Linked DNA regions of Danio rerio: region 1 is linked to region 2. A link is a contact called in public Hi-C data. All regions are on one chromosome and are shown on one strand. Each heading gives the region's core, a stretch centred on a gene start, on an enhancer-like site or on the middle of the called end of the contact. The rest is flanking DNA. Distances are from core to core; before and after follow the strand shown.

What was found. A called contact is a pair of places that touch in the nucleus more often than the background predicts.
Region 1: a Hi-C map of hematopoietic stem cells shows a contact between it and region 2, with 2.0 times the contacts expected there. The contact joins the promoter of dnai2b here to the promoter of ttyh2 in region 2. A contact is called at or near these places in 4 of 18 Hi-C or Micro-C datasets (caudal fin, embryo and hematopoietic stem cells) and 3 of 4 datasets of contacts at active chromatin or transcription factors (caudal fin, embryo and gastrula embryo).

What each region holds. Positions count from the first base shown.
Region 1 is chr12:40,657,354-40,664,862 of GRCz12tu, reverse strand. It overlaps dnai2b (dynein, axonemal, intermediate chain 2b), which reads right to left and starts at 5,952. Exons shown (of 13, transcript XM_005156402.5): 1 at 5,882-5,952; 2 at 3,857-4,044; 3 at 3,485-3,646; 4 at 2,540-2,667; 5 at 494-636; 6 at 297-410; 7 at 1-4. The coding sequence starts at 4,039.
Region 2 is chr12:40,526,607-40,533,143 of GRCz12tu, reverse strand. ttyh2 (tweety family member 2) reads right to left here and starts at 4,565. Exons shown (of 14, transcript NM_001327808.1): 1 at 4,137-4,565. The coding sequence starts at 4,265. rpl38 (ribosomal protein L38) reads right to left here. Exons shown (of 5, transcript NM_001002486.2): 5 at 6,342-6,410. The coding sequence ends at 6,385.

The DNA.
Region 1 (7,509 bases), core at 4,703-7,202, 130 kb before region 2:
TATGCTGATAATCAGGCAAAAACAAAACATTGAGTACATACTAATTTCAACCTTGCATCCAAAGTACATGAGTCCAGCCATTAGATTTTACAAAAGAGCTACGCCTTATCTAGCAAACATTATTTAGAAAAGGTCAAAGGTACTTTTTTCAATTAAGGATCATTTATTCAGGACTAAAAATGCCAAGAGAGACTGAGGCAAATGTAATTACACAGCTAAAAGAGTTCAGATGTTCTTCTGTAGCTAGAATAGGCTAAGATTTATTGTGTATCTAAAAATTGTGTGATAAAACCCACCGATTTGTCCATTGTAGCTGCCGCCAATGAGAATGTGTGAATCTTTCGGGTTGTACTCCAGACAAACAAGTGGACATACAGGTTTCAGAGTCATCTCAGGTTTATTGGGATTTTCTGAAAGTAAAAAAAAAGCTCATTGGTACCCTAACCGAGCATTTGTTTCATTAAAAGAAGTGTTTTTGTTTTTAATGATATACCAATGTCCCATATGTAGGAGTCGAAGTTCATGTCATTGGGTGCTCTCTGGAACTCCAGGGAAGAGTAGGCCACTGCCAATTTATGGTTGCCATCAGGGTGCCAGGACAGACTTGTGGCTGTCCGCTTCACTTCATTTGGGTCTCTAGAAAAAAAAAAAAGATTATCAAAGCAATAAATACTTAATAAATACCACTATTTATTTTAATCTAAGTAAGAAAGAAAAAAGTCTTTGACTTTTAACTCTTTAATGAATAAAAAATAAACAAATAATAAAATAAAGAAAATTATTCTCTAAGCAATAAATACTTTATAAATGGCTTTATTTATTTAAATGAGTTTAAGAAAGAAAGAAAGAAAGAAAGAAAGAAAGAAAGAAAGAAAGAAAGAAAGAAAGAAAGAAAGAAAGAAAGGACTGTAACTCTTTAATTTCAACAATACAAACACTGTACCAAGTTAAAAAGCAATAACATCACTTAAAAAAAGAAACAAGTAAATTGAAAAATAATTTAAAAAATATAGAAAAATAAAGAAAATTATTCTTAAAGCAATAAATACTGTGTAAATGGCTCTATTTATTTAAAAGTAGTAAGAAAGAAAGAAAGAAAGAAAGAAAGAAAGAAAGAAAGAAAGAAAGAAAGAAAGAAAGAAAGAAAGAAAGAAAGAAAGAAAGAAAGAAAATATTCTCTAATCAATAAATACTTTATAAATAGCTTTATTTATTTCAATGAGTTTAAGAAAGAAAGACTTTAACTCTGTAATTACAATAGTACAAACACTGTACAAAGTTAAAAAGCAATTACATCACTTAAAAAAGGAACATGTAAATACAAAAATAATAAAATAAATAAATAGAAATAAAGAAAATTATTCTTAAAGCAATAAATACTGTATAAATGGCTCTATTTATTAAAAAGTAGTTTAGAAAGAAAGAAAGAAAAAAGAAAGAAAGAAAGAAAGAAAGACTTTGACTTTTTTGAACTCTTTAAAAAGCAATTACATCATTTAAAAAAGAAACACATATATACAAAAATAAAGAAATAAAAATAAAGAAAATGATTCTCTAAGCATACTTCATAAATGGCTCTATTTATTTAAATAATGAAATAAAAATGATTGTAGTCTTTTTGGTTTAAATTCGATTTCAATACTACGCCCAAGTCCATTCTAATTTGTATTGGCAACCAATGGTTTAAGGTCAGAAGCATAGTTCAATGTTTATTCATCAGCCATAATTGTCATCATTTTGAGAAGCCATTAGTGTCACATGATCCTGCAGAAATCATTCTAATGTGCTGATTTGGTGTTTAAACACGAACAAGAAGAAATGGCAAGTTTTGGAACAAAGTAATTTGTCATAATTGCATGTTTAAACGTCATGTTTACATTCTCCACAGTATTTAACTTCTGAAATTAAAGTTGTGGGTCTACCATTCGTGGGTCTTTATATGGATAAATATGCTAATGTGATCATGTAGTGATGCACAGAAAAAAAAAGCCAAAACCTTATACACTTTCATCAGCATTAGATCATTAGTAAAATTTTTCCCTCCTCTTTTTCGTTTTTCAAATAATCATTATTTTTCTAATAATCTCTGTAATAGAATGGTGGTAATGTATAAACATAGACAAAATAATAAAACATGTTCACAAAAGCACTCTAAATACACATATTTGTTTTCAATTGACACAAAATGATAATGTCTTATTCAGAGTTTATCCTGGCTCAGGATGAGGTGGAGGTGTTATCCCGATCATAACATTTTAAATACATTTTGCAATATTATTCTTGTAGTCTTATCAAGTAAACTATTATCTTATTTTAAAAGGCAAATCTTAAATGTTATTATATCCATAAGCAGTGCTTGAGCATCTCTTGGGTCTGTGAGCCATGACTGTCTGCCTAATTTTAAAAAGTTTTTATGTGAAGGTAAAACTTTTAAAGGTGGTACAAAATTAGCAGAGGTGGCCCTCTCATGATCTCCTTATGCAGGAAAAACCCTGTCTTATTCATTCACAAAACTGGGTTGATATAATTTTGTGCTCACCTGAAGACATTGATTGTCTTTGCTGATGGCTGTTCCTCTGACTCCTCCACATCTTCTTCATCCTCATCCTCCAGAAAGTCCTCATAGATGTCAGTGGCGTTGTTTTGCCTAATGCAGTGTTCCATGAGCTACAAGAAGACGTCAAAACCATTATTATAATGGAATAAAATCACAACATAGGGTTCAAGCTAAGCCCAGCATGTCATTAGAGATGAGACGTCCAGTTTTGCATTTCCATAAGGGATTTTATTATATATATAGACAACAGATTAAAAGCCAGTATCTGCTTTAAAGTATCAAAAAATAAAATGTGAAAATATGAGTGAAATAATGTTTGTTATTCAGGATAATTGATATATTTATGTTTAAATAACATACATAATAAATAAAACTTAATAGAAAATTGGTTTGAAGGATAGAAATATGAAGATTTAATAGGATAGTTCCCCCAAAATTATACATTTACACACTATTTATTCAAGTCGTTCCAAACTGTGAGTTTCCTTTTTTCTGCTGAAAACAAAACAGTGTGCAAGAAACATCAACTAGATGCACTGGGACACATTGTCAGTGATGTATTCTGGGGTTACTGGGTGATTCGGGTCTTTCAACATCAGACACCCTCACCCAGGTGACCCAGCTGAGGTTAATCAGACCCCAGCTTGAGTCCCAGTAGCCATCACCCAAGGATCAGCCCTTTTTATCCATAGCCATCTTGTGGCTTTCTCTGCAGCTTAACTGCTACTGCTAGGCCTAGTTGGTTGAAGACTTTACAGAGAGAATGGTATATTAGAAACGGGTAACCATTGACTTCTATAGTAGGAGAAACAAATACTGTGGAAGTCAATGATTACAGTGTCTAACATTCTTCAAAATATCTTGGGTTAATATTAAAGGGTTTAAATTGGGTTAATACTAAAGGTTATAAGTTTAGCGGCCACTCACACCAGCAATCTGCATAATGGTGTTCTGATAGTGTTCATCCTTCTCCACTTTCTTCCTGTAGCGGATGGTGGCCTCCATGTCATCTGGATTGAGATCTTTCGGCCATCCTCCTTCCACATGGTTTATTCCTCGAGACTCAGATTCAAAGCGCTCTGTGTTCACCTGAACAGGACAAGAATATTTATTTATATATATACTTTGTAGAAATTCTGTGAATTAAACTGCACAACCCAAAAAATGCTAATCAAAAGAATAATATATATATATATATATATATATATATATATATATATATATATATATATATATATATATATATATTCTTTTTCTGTTTTTGATTTTGTATAAATGGTATTTGTTGATATGTCTCACCTCATGCTCTGACATTTCATCTGCACACTGTATGGTCACATTACATGGATCTCTCACTGTGAAGTTTGCAGCGAGGGAAGAGTCCGGTAGAATGTCCACATGCAGCTCAGCCGGACGGTCTGAAAAGTTACACTGTCGGCCAAACTCGCTGCGCTTTTTGGTGTACACATACACTATCTCCATTTTAGCTAAAGGAAAGCCAAAAGTGAATTTTATTATACATTCGTATTGAACGTGCGGGTCAAAGTCATCTGATGACATATTAATAGACTTTCTCTAAAAATCACAGTGTAGACAAAAAAAATAAAAATAAAAATAAAAAAATAAAAAATAAAACTGTCATATTACTTTTTTCATATATATTTTAAACCAAAGTCTTACCCATGAGAAAATAATTGAATTATAATATATTTTTAGGAATAAACTTTTTGAGACATTAAGCTATTTGAGACATTGTACCTGCATAAGTTTTTTTATGTATATAAAAATCACCTTTGCACATTTAATTTGATAGAGATGTGAAAAACCCAGTAAAATGTATATGATATTGAAGTAAAACACATTTCTTTTATTATTATACTTTTTTATTTAAGGTTTTAAACAAATATTAAGTAAATGTATGATATCATAAATATTTCTATAACATCACACTCAAAAAAAAAAGGAATGGGTGATTATTATAGTTTTGGACATTGTATTATGTAAATTATTTTTTACAATTAATTTTAAAAACACAAATACGCCATCATTTCTCAATTATACGAATCCAATGTTTCTATTGAATTGAATTACATAATTCTGTAAATATTAGCCAATAATTATATACCATAAAAAATATTGTACTGTTATGCTTCCATATGTCTTAGATTAGAATAACTACAATGTGTCAGGATTAGGTTTGTTTTAGAGTTTTCAAATAGTTTACGTCACACTGATGAGAAAAAAGATAGCAACAACACAATAGATAAAATAAATTACTCCAGTGAAATATGACATGAGGAATTCCTTGGAAGATTGTGTGGTCTTTACCCAACAAATTTCTAATTACAAATAAGGTTAAAGAGGTTTCCTTCAAATTGCTACATAGAGTTTATCCAGTGAATGTTTATATTAAAAAAATGCTTCCGGAAAAGGATCCCCTGTGTTCCTTTTGCAGAATTCTAGATGAATCTGTAGATCATCTTTTTTGGGAATGTACCCATATTAAGATTTTTTGGAAAGAATTCAGTTTATTTATACGTGTATCTCTTTTATATAATTTTTCTTTGTCATACAAGGATGTTTTATTTGGTTTTTATCATGTTGATAAAGTTAAAGATATATATTTTCTAATAAATCTATTTATTTTACTAGCAAAATTTTTTATACATAAATGCAAATTTTTGTCTGTAAAGCCCCTTTTTCTTATTTTTTGTAAAGATTTGAAATATTATTTAAATACAATCTCTACCTCCAGCAATGTTAAAGCTTTAAAATCCGTAACACTATGTGAATCTTACAATATTCTCTCTTTTTTATAATAGATGACTGTATTGTATGTGATCTTGTAAACATCACTGTGACCTTGCTTTAAATTTAAAGTGCTTTTTGTAATTTATATTCCCCCTGGCATATTCTTTAGTTTGTCATTTTGTTTTGTTCTGTTCTCTACCCTTGTTGTTAAAGGTTTTGTACCTTTTCTGTATATTTTTGTATTCTTGTTGAACGCTTTAATAAAAAAAAAAAAATAAAAAAATAAAAAACACAATAGATAACTTTATACAGTACTTCCGCTTCTTTTGGCAAGAATGTCGAACCTCAAACAGATATCTTAAAGTAAAAAAAAAAACTATTATTTTTAATAGCTTTTAAACATTTTACACTGCAAACAAAGCGCTATGTCAAAAAGTAGCTTTGAAGGATTTTTAATAGCCAAACAAAACTAAAAAAAAACACCTTACACATTACATTTCACGGTACGTATCAATCTATGTCAAGCCGTTTCGTGTTAAAGACTTTAAAAACAGGCTATTTAATTTATCTTACCTGAATTTGTGTCTTTTTTAAAGCAGGTTTTGTTGGTTTTACTGGTTCACGGGACAGCAGGAGTTTACTGTATCCTAGCAGCGGCGAAAGTGACGTCACGGCAGCGCACATACTTTTACCATAGAATTTACTATGCTCTTTTACTCTCCTTGTGCTTCTAATATCACTGCTACTAAATAATAACATGGCTAAATTCTACCTAGGAGTCTATATGTATAAATAAATGTGGATCAAGACAAGAAAAGATGCTTTACCTCAGGTTTCTGCTGTTTTATTTTCGTCAAACTTGCCAGTTGCCACAAGAGGGCGCCACATTACAGGGCTCAATAAGGACAATGCGTTTTTGCAGTGATTATTATGTCGCTGTAAGCTTAAAACCGTTAGCGTTTTAGGTTATTTACAGTTTATGGATTTAACATTTTAGCAAGATTTTAATAATCTTGTAAAATATAAGTTTAGTCCTTTTTTCTTTCTATCGTTTTTTTTTTCAAATTGATTATATGTAATTATTATGCACAGGCACTCAAATGTAATCTTGTTGACAAAAAAATAATAATAATGAAAATAATAATGAAAATAACAATAATAATATTAATAATAATGGTAATAATAATAATGAAAATAATAATACTAATATAATAATAACAAGAGTGAAAATAAAAATAATATTAATAATATAAGTAATAATGAAACTAAAAAGAAAATAATAATAATAATAACAACAATAATAGTTAAAATAATAATTATTGTTGTAATTGTTTATTATTATTATTATTATTATTATTATTAAATAGGAGAAGATAAAACTATATTTTCAAAAATCTTAAATTATAATAAATTATGAATACGTTCATCCAAAATGGCACAATTTATAATATTTTAGTTGACAAATTAAACCATTTAGGCAAAATAAATAAATAAATAAACAAGTAAGATATTGATTAATAGAATAAATTAAAGTGAATGATAACAAGTAAATAGACATTTAAATATATTTAAATTAAAATGGTCGTGGCCAACTGAGTCTGGTTTCTCTCAAGGTTTTTTTTCTTCCCTCGCCGCTGTCGCTACTGGCTTGCATGGTTTGGGATCGGTAGAGCAACCCATCGATGGATTGCTCTTCAGTGTTTGGACTCTCAGTAATGATTTTAAACCACACTGAACTGAGCTAAACTGAACTGAACTTAAACACTAAAAACTGAACTACCATGATCCAGTTACTATGACCATTTATGTGAAGCTGCTTTGACACAATCTACATTGTAAAAGCGCTACACAACTAAAGCTAAATTGAATTGAACATTTAGTTGGCAATATCATTTATATTGTTGCTTATATATGATAGTAAACATAATCAAATAGCATAATAGCTAGCAAAACTTTTGATATTCGGTATGCTTTACATATTTGCAGTTTCATTAAAAAACTTTAAGTAACATTATAGTGACACAACTAACCCCATATAGTGTGTAAATATGCCTTGAAGTGATGTGGCTATTTGCAACTTTCAAAAATAGACACGTTCACTTAATTAAATTCAAAATGCTTTTATTATGTCCACGTCTCTGTCCTCTAAGTTCGACAGAAATCAAGCACCACCTCAGTGTCTGCAACACAGTGCTATTCAT
Region 2 (6,537 bases), core at 3,316-5,815:
GAGACGGCGGAAGACCCAGCGTGAGCTCCTGATCTCACACCACAGCATCTGGTCTCGCTCTGCTTCCATTTACACCATCTGCCTTAATAGAAACAGACAGCTACAGAAATGAGCACCGTGCCCGTCCATCCTCTCTCACGATCCCCCCTCACTCCATCTCTGATCAACTGGATGCTGATACTGGCCAGCAGAAACACACACCATCACCAACACAAAGTAAGACATGTGCAGAGGAGATTTCAGAAACGTATTGAGTGGAAAATGGGTGTCTTCGAGACTTGAGTCAAAGAATTGTTTCAAAATGAGATCTGTGACTGTGATTTTCAGCTTTTAGTATCTTTTTTCTCTGCAACACAAAACAAGACGGACTATGGCAATCAATACGCAGCAATGTTACTTAGTTAACTAGCTAGGGTACTATGCAAAGATGTTACCTAGTTAACTAGCTAGAGTCTATTTTCAGGTGCTGCGTAATATTATTGTGACTGGTGCAGGCATGGTACAGCAGCAAAGTTCCTTAATTGTTACGCCAGAATGAGAGGATAGTGGCCATATCGACAAAGACAACAGCAACTTTTCAAGTTTAGTCATTCTTAGCTGTCTCCATTATGCTTGCCTTTACTATTGGCAAAGGCCCTTTAAGGCAGGGATGCCCAAAATTGGTCCTGGAGGGCCGGCGTCCTGCAAAGTTGAGTTCCAACCCCAATCAGACACACCTGGGCTAGCTATTCAAGCTCTTACTAGGCTTTCTAAAAACATCCGTGCAGGTTTGTTGAGGCAAGTTGGAGCTAAAATCCGCAGGACACCAGCCCTCCAGAACCGAGTTTGGACACCCCAGCTTTAAGGCAAGTATTTCACTCAGCGGCCATCTTTGAAACGCCTCTCGGGCAGTATGCTCGGGCATTCTGTTTGAACGAGGAAACATCAAATTCTCCAAAACTGCCTGCCAAGCTTACGATTGATTTTTATTCACCTTATTCTCCGCAGACGAGCGGGCGCTGCCATTTGAATCTTTTTGTCTCACGACTTCCGGTCACATTCACTTCCATTCATTTTTTGATGTTAACAACTGCTCGTTACACTGCTTGATGTTGCAATTTAATATTTCCTTATTATATTATGCTACTTGGTCTGTGTAGTCATGCAAACATTTGTTTGTTGAGCAAGTAGTTTGACCGTTTTCTGCCGTTTATTATTCCTAGTCATTTCTACCATAGGCGACTGAATCGGAAGTTCTAAGACAATCGCGAAAACAGGCGCACTTCCGCATTTTAGAATAAGGTCAATATTAAGGAATCACACAATAAGATTAAACAACAACTATCCCTTTAGTTTTTATTTCTAAATGTCACACACAAAATCTGCTGAAACTCACGACTGGTCCGAGCCCCTTCCCCAGAGTTCCCCGTCAGTCTATAGACAACGATGATTGCCTCCTGTAGTAGAAGGCGGGCTTTTTTCACCATATAGCGATCCATGATTGGCTCCTGTACTAGTAGGCGGGGCTTTATTCACCATATTGACAGTTACACTTTTCCCCATTCAAAAAGATGAGTGACAGGTCTTGTGTATTCTAAAGTCTTTGTCATTGGTTATTAGGTTACCAATACTATAATCAGCTGCTCTTACAACTTGATGGAAACACACGTACTAGGCTGTTTCTCAATATACATTCTTGTCTGTACGTGCGTTCTTGTGTCCTCGTGAAACATCATCAACCGTCGCTGATGTACTGTTCCAATTCAAAGTTCTTGGCAAAAACAGATAAAATTCTAAGATGTATACTTGCTCCGCCCTTTTGTCAAGGATGCATCGACAGGTGACTTGTGCTAACTAGCGAAGCACAGGTATCCCAGAATCCATTGCAGCCCGACCAGCAAAAGCTAAAAAGCTAAAAAAAAGCCTTTGCTGTGTTTTAAATTAAAGTTACGAGTTTTTCAGGCGAGAATGTGATTGTTTTAAACTCGAATCGGCAGTTTATTCACAAAGATGATGACGTGCCTCAGCTTATCCAGACTCTGACCCCCAGCCTGTCAGCGGGAGCTTCCTCATCACCTTCCCTATCAAGAGCAGCTTTAATCAGCCAGACTATCTCAAATGTACCGCTGGATCTCATCTCTTTAATGTAGTTAAAACATAATATTTAACCCATCTTGAGCAAATCTAATGGATATAATAGTCATTTAAATCTACTATTTGTTTTTAGGTGTATTATTTTGGCAGTGTTATTTTGTTACGCTTTACATTTTAATTATGAAACCGTATTGTACACTGTTTGTCCTTGTTTACCAAATTGCTTAATGTTATTTTTATTTCCTTTTGTTACATCCTGTACTTAATATTTGTATAATGTGTGCATTGTAGCATTTTAAATTAAATAATCAAAGACTCAAGTCTGTGTAAAATAGCACCTTTTACTTCACATGTATGGTGATTTACGTTTTCATTTTCTTAATTCAAACATATTGATTTATACAAATTATTATAAGGCTGTGCTTTATACAACTAAATCATTTTATTGTTAATGTGCAGTAAAACGATGAATCCATGGTGAGGTAAATAACAATATAAAATACCCGTCCCACTTGTGTCCTGGTGTCCTCGGAAGTTCGTTCTTCCAAGTCTGAACTTGGCAAGTCCAAACTTTGCGTACTTGTATTGAAACACACATAATTTTCATTTGGATGTTCAAAATTATTTTTTTACTTTAAAAAGACTTGCTTCACATTAGGATGGAATAGGACTTCAAATAAATCATTATATTTAAATATATTTAAAATCTAGCAAGCAAACATTTAACCATGTTTAATAATAAAGCAGACTGTGCATTTTTCAAAAGGGTGTTATTCAGGACAACAACATTACTTCAGTTTGGATTGATGTATGCAAAACTGAGCATTTCATTCCACGTTTACACTGCATAAATGGCCTCTAACCGTTCGCCTGACACCATTTTCATCAAAAACTGAAAACATTTGTTTATGCATTTGGGCCTATTTACATCATTACAGCAGCATTTTAGTGGCTTTTGCACTGCAGGCTTGTCTTGTATTGAGTCTGATACAGTGTTTATAAAAGAATACGCATACATACAGTATGTACTAGTGTGTATTGATGCTTTACTATTCGCCTGAAATGCATAAAGCAGCAATTTTAGTTGATTCCATGTATGAGCTTGAACTGGGAGATTTAAAAAAAAAAAAAAAAAAAAAAGATCTTTTTTTTTTTTTTTGGGTGTGTTGTTGTCATTTGCTATAATTAAAGTTGTCCAAAAACTATCAAAAAGCAGGCCTACTTAAAATCTTTTCTTTAAAACATGACCACCTGGGTTACATTTTAGCTATTTAAAGGGACTTTGAGTTCCAAACATAACATAAGAATAAAAATACATACTGTAGCATGAAGCAAATCTCCACTGTGTTTATACTGTGATGCCTGTAAGTTTAACTGTTGAAAATTGTACTGTTAAGAAATTGTTCAAAATAATAATTTTCCGCCAGGAATTGTTTTTTTTTTTTTTATTTGTTTCCATTAGCCTTACAACCAAAACCACATACAGACAATCACTTGTGATTTTAAAACTTTAATAAATTAATTACTTTTAATAAAATCCATAAACAAAATTATAAATGCAATAATAATAATAATAATAATATGTATAAGAATAATAATGAGAATAATAGAACGGTAAATATCTATAGGCTATTGTTCCCTGACCTTAAACAAATTACAGCCATCACTGAAACTCAGGTCGTGTGGTGAATCACAGAAGTACCTCACACAGACACAGATCTTTTACAAGAGCATTTGTTTGAGCTAGACTTAACGTCAATTAAAACACAGTCATTAACACGTTTTGGGAAATATATAAATAAACAAATCCTAACAGCCAGACAAGAGTCTATCTCTTCATATTAAGACAATGTACATCCCCTTACCATTTTATGAGGGGCAACTGAGAGGTCAAACACAATGAAAACACTCTCTGAAGACTTCTTAATATAAATGTACATATGTAATATTTTTGTAATATTATCATACAACTCAGATGTGCCAAAGAGACATTCAATGACAATGTATGAAGCCCATGTCTGAAGCATAAACCTCAGCATGACAGTAAAAGCAGAAGGTCTGACCTGCTGATAGTTCTCCTCCTGCGGTTTAAATGTGTGATCCAGCGGCTGAAACCGTAGATTCACATGAGGAAACTGATGCAGCCAGTAAGTCCACCAAGGAGCGATATAATCGACCCGGGCAGACGACATCCTTCAGCGGCCGAGCAGATTAAAAGAAAATCACTTTCCCAGATAGAGACGCTCCGACAATTTGGGTGTTTCTTTGCCGTTTACTCTCCTGTGTCTTGTCTTCTCAAACAAAAGCCATGGGTTTGGACATTCAAGATAGCTGAGTATTGAAACAAAAGTGCTCAAAGGGACTTAAGAAGATCTCTGAATACTTCCTCCAATTTGCAGTCCATGGGAATTGACGGGAAATGTTGAATTATTGCATTAAATCCAAGTCTCGTGCCGCAGCCATTCCTGCGCGCGTTGTACTCAGGCGAGAGCGAGCCTGAATGAGCGCACGGATGGGGACTCGGGGACGCGCCTGAGAGGAGAATGAGGACGGGACAAATTTTATTTTTTACTTTTTTGTATGTATCGCTTATAGTGGTATATTACAAATAAAATTAGGTGGAAAAAAAAAAAAGTTTATAACATGATCGAACTTTAAAACAATACGCTACGTTTAGTAGTACGTATGAAAATATGACACAATATTGCCATCTATCGGGTAACTCTTGTAGTTGCAGACGGCAGGAATACATACAATTTAAAACCACGTGTAAAGGGGTAATTTCATATTTATACTTCATAAATTAGAAAACTAAAGCCTTTAACACTACTGTTGTTTAAAACAATTTCTTTCTCTTTTTACTTATCATTTAATTTACCGTTTAAGATTTTAGAGTTTGCATTACTCAACACAGGCATCTACTGGTTTTAGGTTTTCTAGGAAGCCTTGTAAATGTTAATCTTTTAATAGTTACACACAAATTGTATACGTGTTTAAATTTGAATAAACACCAAACACAGGAATATGCGTTTTAAATATGAGTTTGTGGCAGGGGTGTCCAAACTCGGTCATGGAGAGCCGGTGTCCTGGAGTATTTAGCTCTAACCCCAATCACCTGAACCAGCTAATCGATCTCTTACTTGATATACTAGAAACCTTCCGGCAGGTGTGTTGAAGTTGGAGATAAACTCTCCAGGAAACGGGCCCTCCAGGACCGAATTTGGACAACCCTGGTTTAAGATAAAGCCATTTAGTTGCATTGTTTAAAGCAGGGGTCACCAAACTTGTTCCTGGAGGGCCAGTGTCCTGCAGATTTTAGCTCCAACCCTAATTAAACACACCTGAACAAGCTAATCAAGGTCTTACTATGTATACTTGAAACACCCAGGCAGGTGTGTTGAGGCAAGTTAGAGCTAAACCCGGCAGGAACACCGGCCCTCCTGGACCGAGATTGGTGACCCCTGGTTTAAATCAGGTGTTGTCCAAACACTATCCTGGAGGACTGGTGTCTTGCAAAGTTTAGCTCCAACACACTTGCCAGGAAGTTTCTAGTATATCTAATAAGCTTGATTAGCTGGTTCAGGTGTGTTTGATATGGGTTAAAGCTAAACTCTCCAGGACACTGTCCCTCTAGGACCAAGTTTGGACACCACTGGTTTAAATCAACCATTTATTAGAAGGCACCCATTAAGTAAAATAACTCTCCGCATATAGTCGCATTTCAACCAACATAAGATGCTATATTTGTAAAATGAACATATATTAAAGACAGCAAAATTAGTGAGTTTTACAGTATGGGAGCTTTATAAATACACTTGCACTATAAAAAAAATGCAATCTATCAATAACACTACCTTTCTAAACAGGTCCATTTAATTGTAAATTGTTTATAAAGTCATTTAAGAGTTTGTGTACCAAATATAGAAGTCATTCAATATTTGGTTCATATGCCTTACTGCTTGAGACCAAGTAGATAAATCTAGATCAAGATTGGCCTTCATGAAAATCCGTAACACCAATTCCCTGTTAAAAATAATAATGAATAAATCTACATCAACATGTTATTAAATGTAATTCTTTGTGATGAAAAATCATCCATTTTAGCAGGCAATGCTCCAATATTCAGGACTGCATGATTCTTCAGATTTAAATCTCAACAAAAAGTAAACACCCCAATTAATTCAATGAATGCATCAATATTTCATAATACAAATGTCTTAAAATAAATTAGACACCAAGCTTAGATATAGAAACACAAACAACAAGGCTTAATTTTATCCAATTTTATTCCAACATTTGTACAAGAGACATCTACTTCAGCTCCTTCACAGCCAAACCTGAAAGCAGAAAAAGAAAGGTGTTATTTTGACTGATCTCCAAAGAATGTCAGTTTAGTCCAGGCACAGCTGTAAGTGTTAGTGAACCGGTGGAACTGAAGATTCTGAGAGATGCGAAACTCAGCAC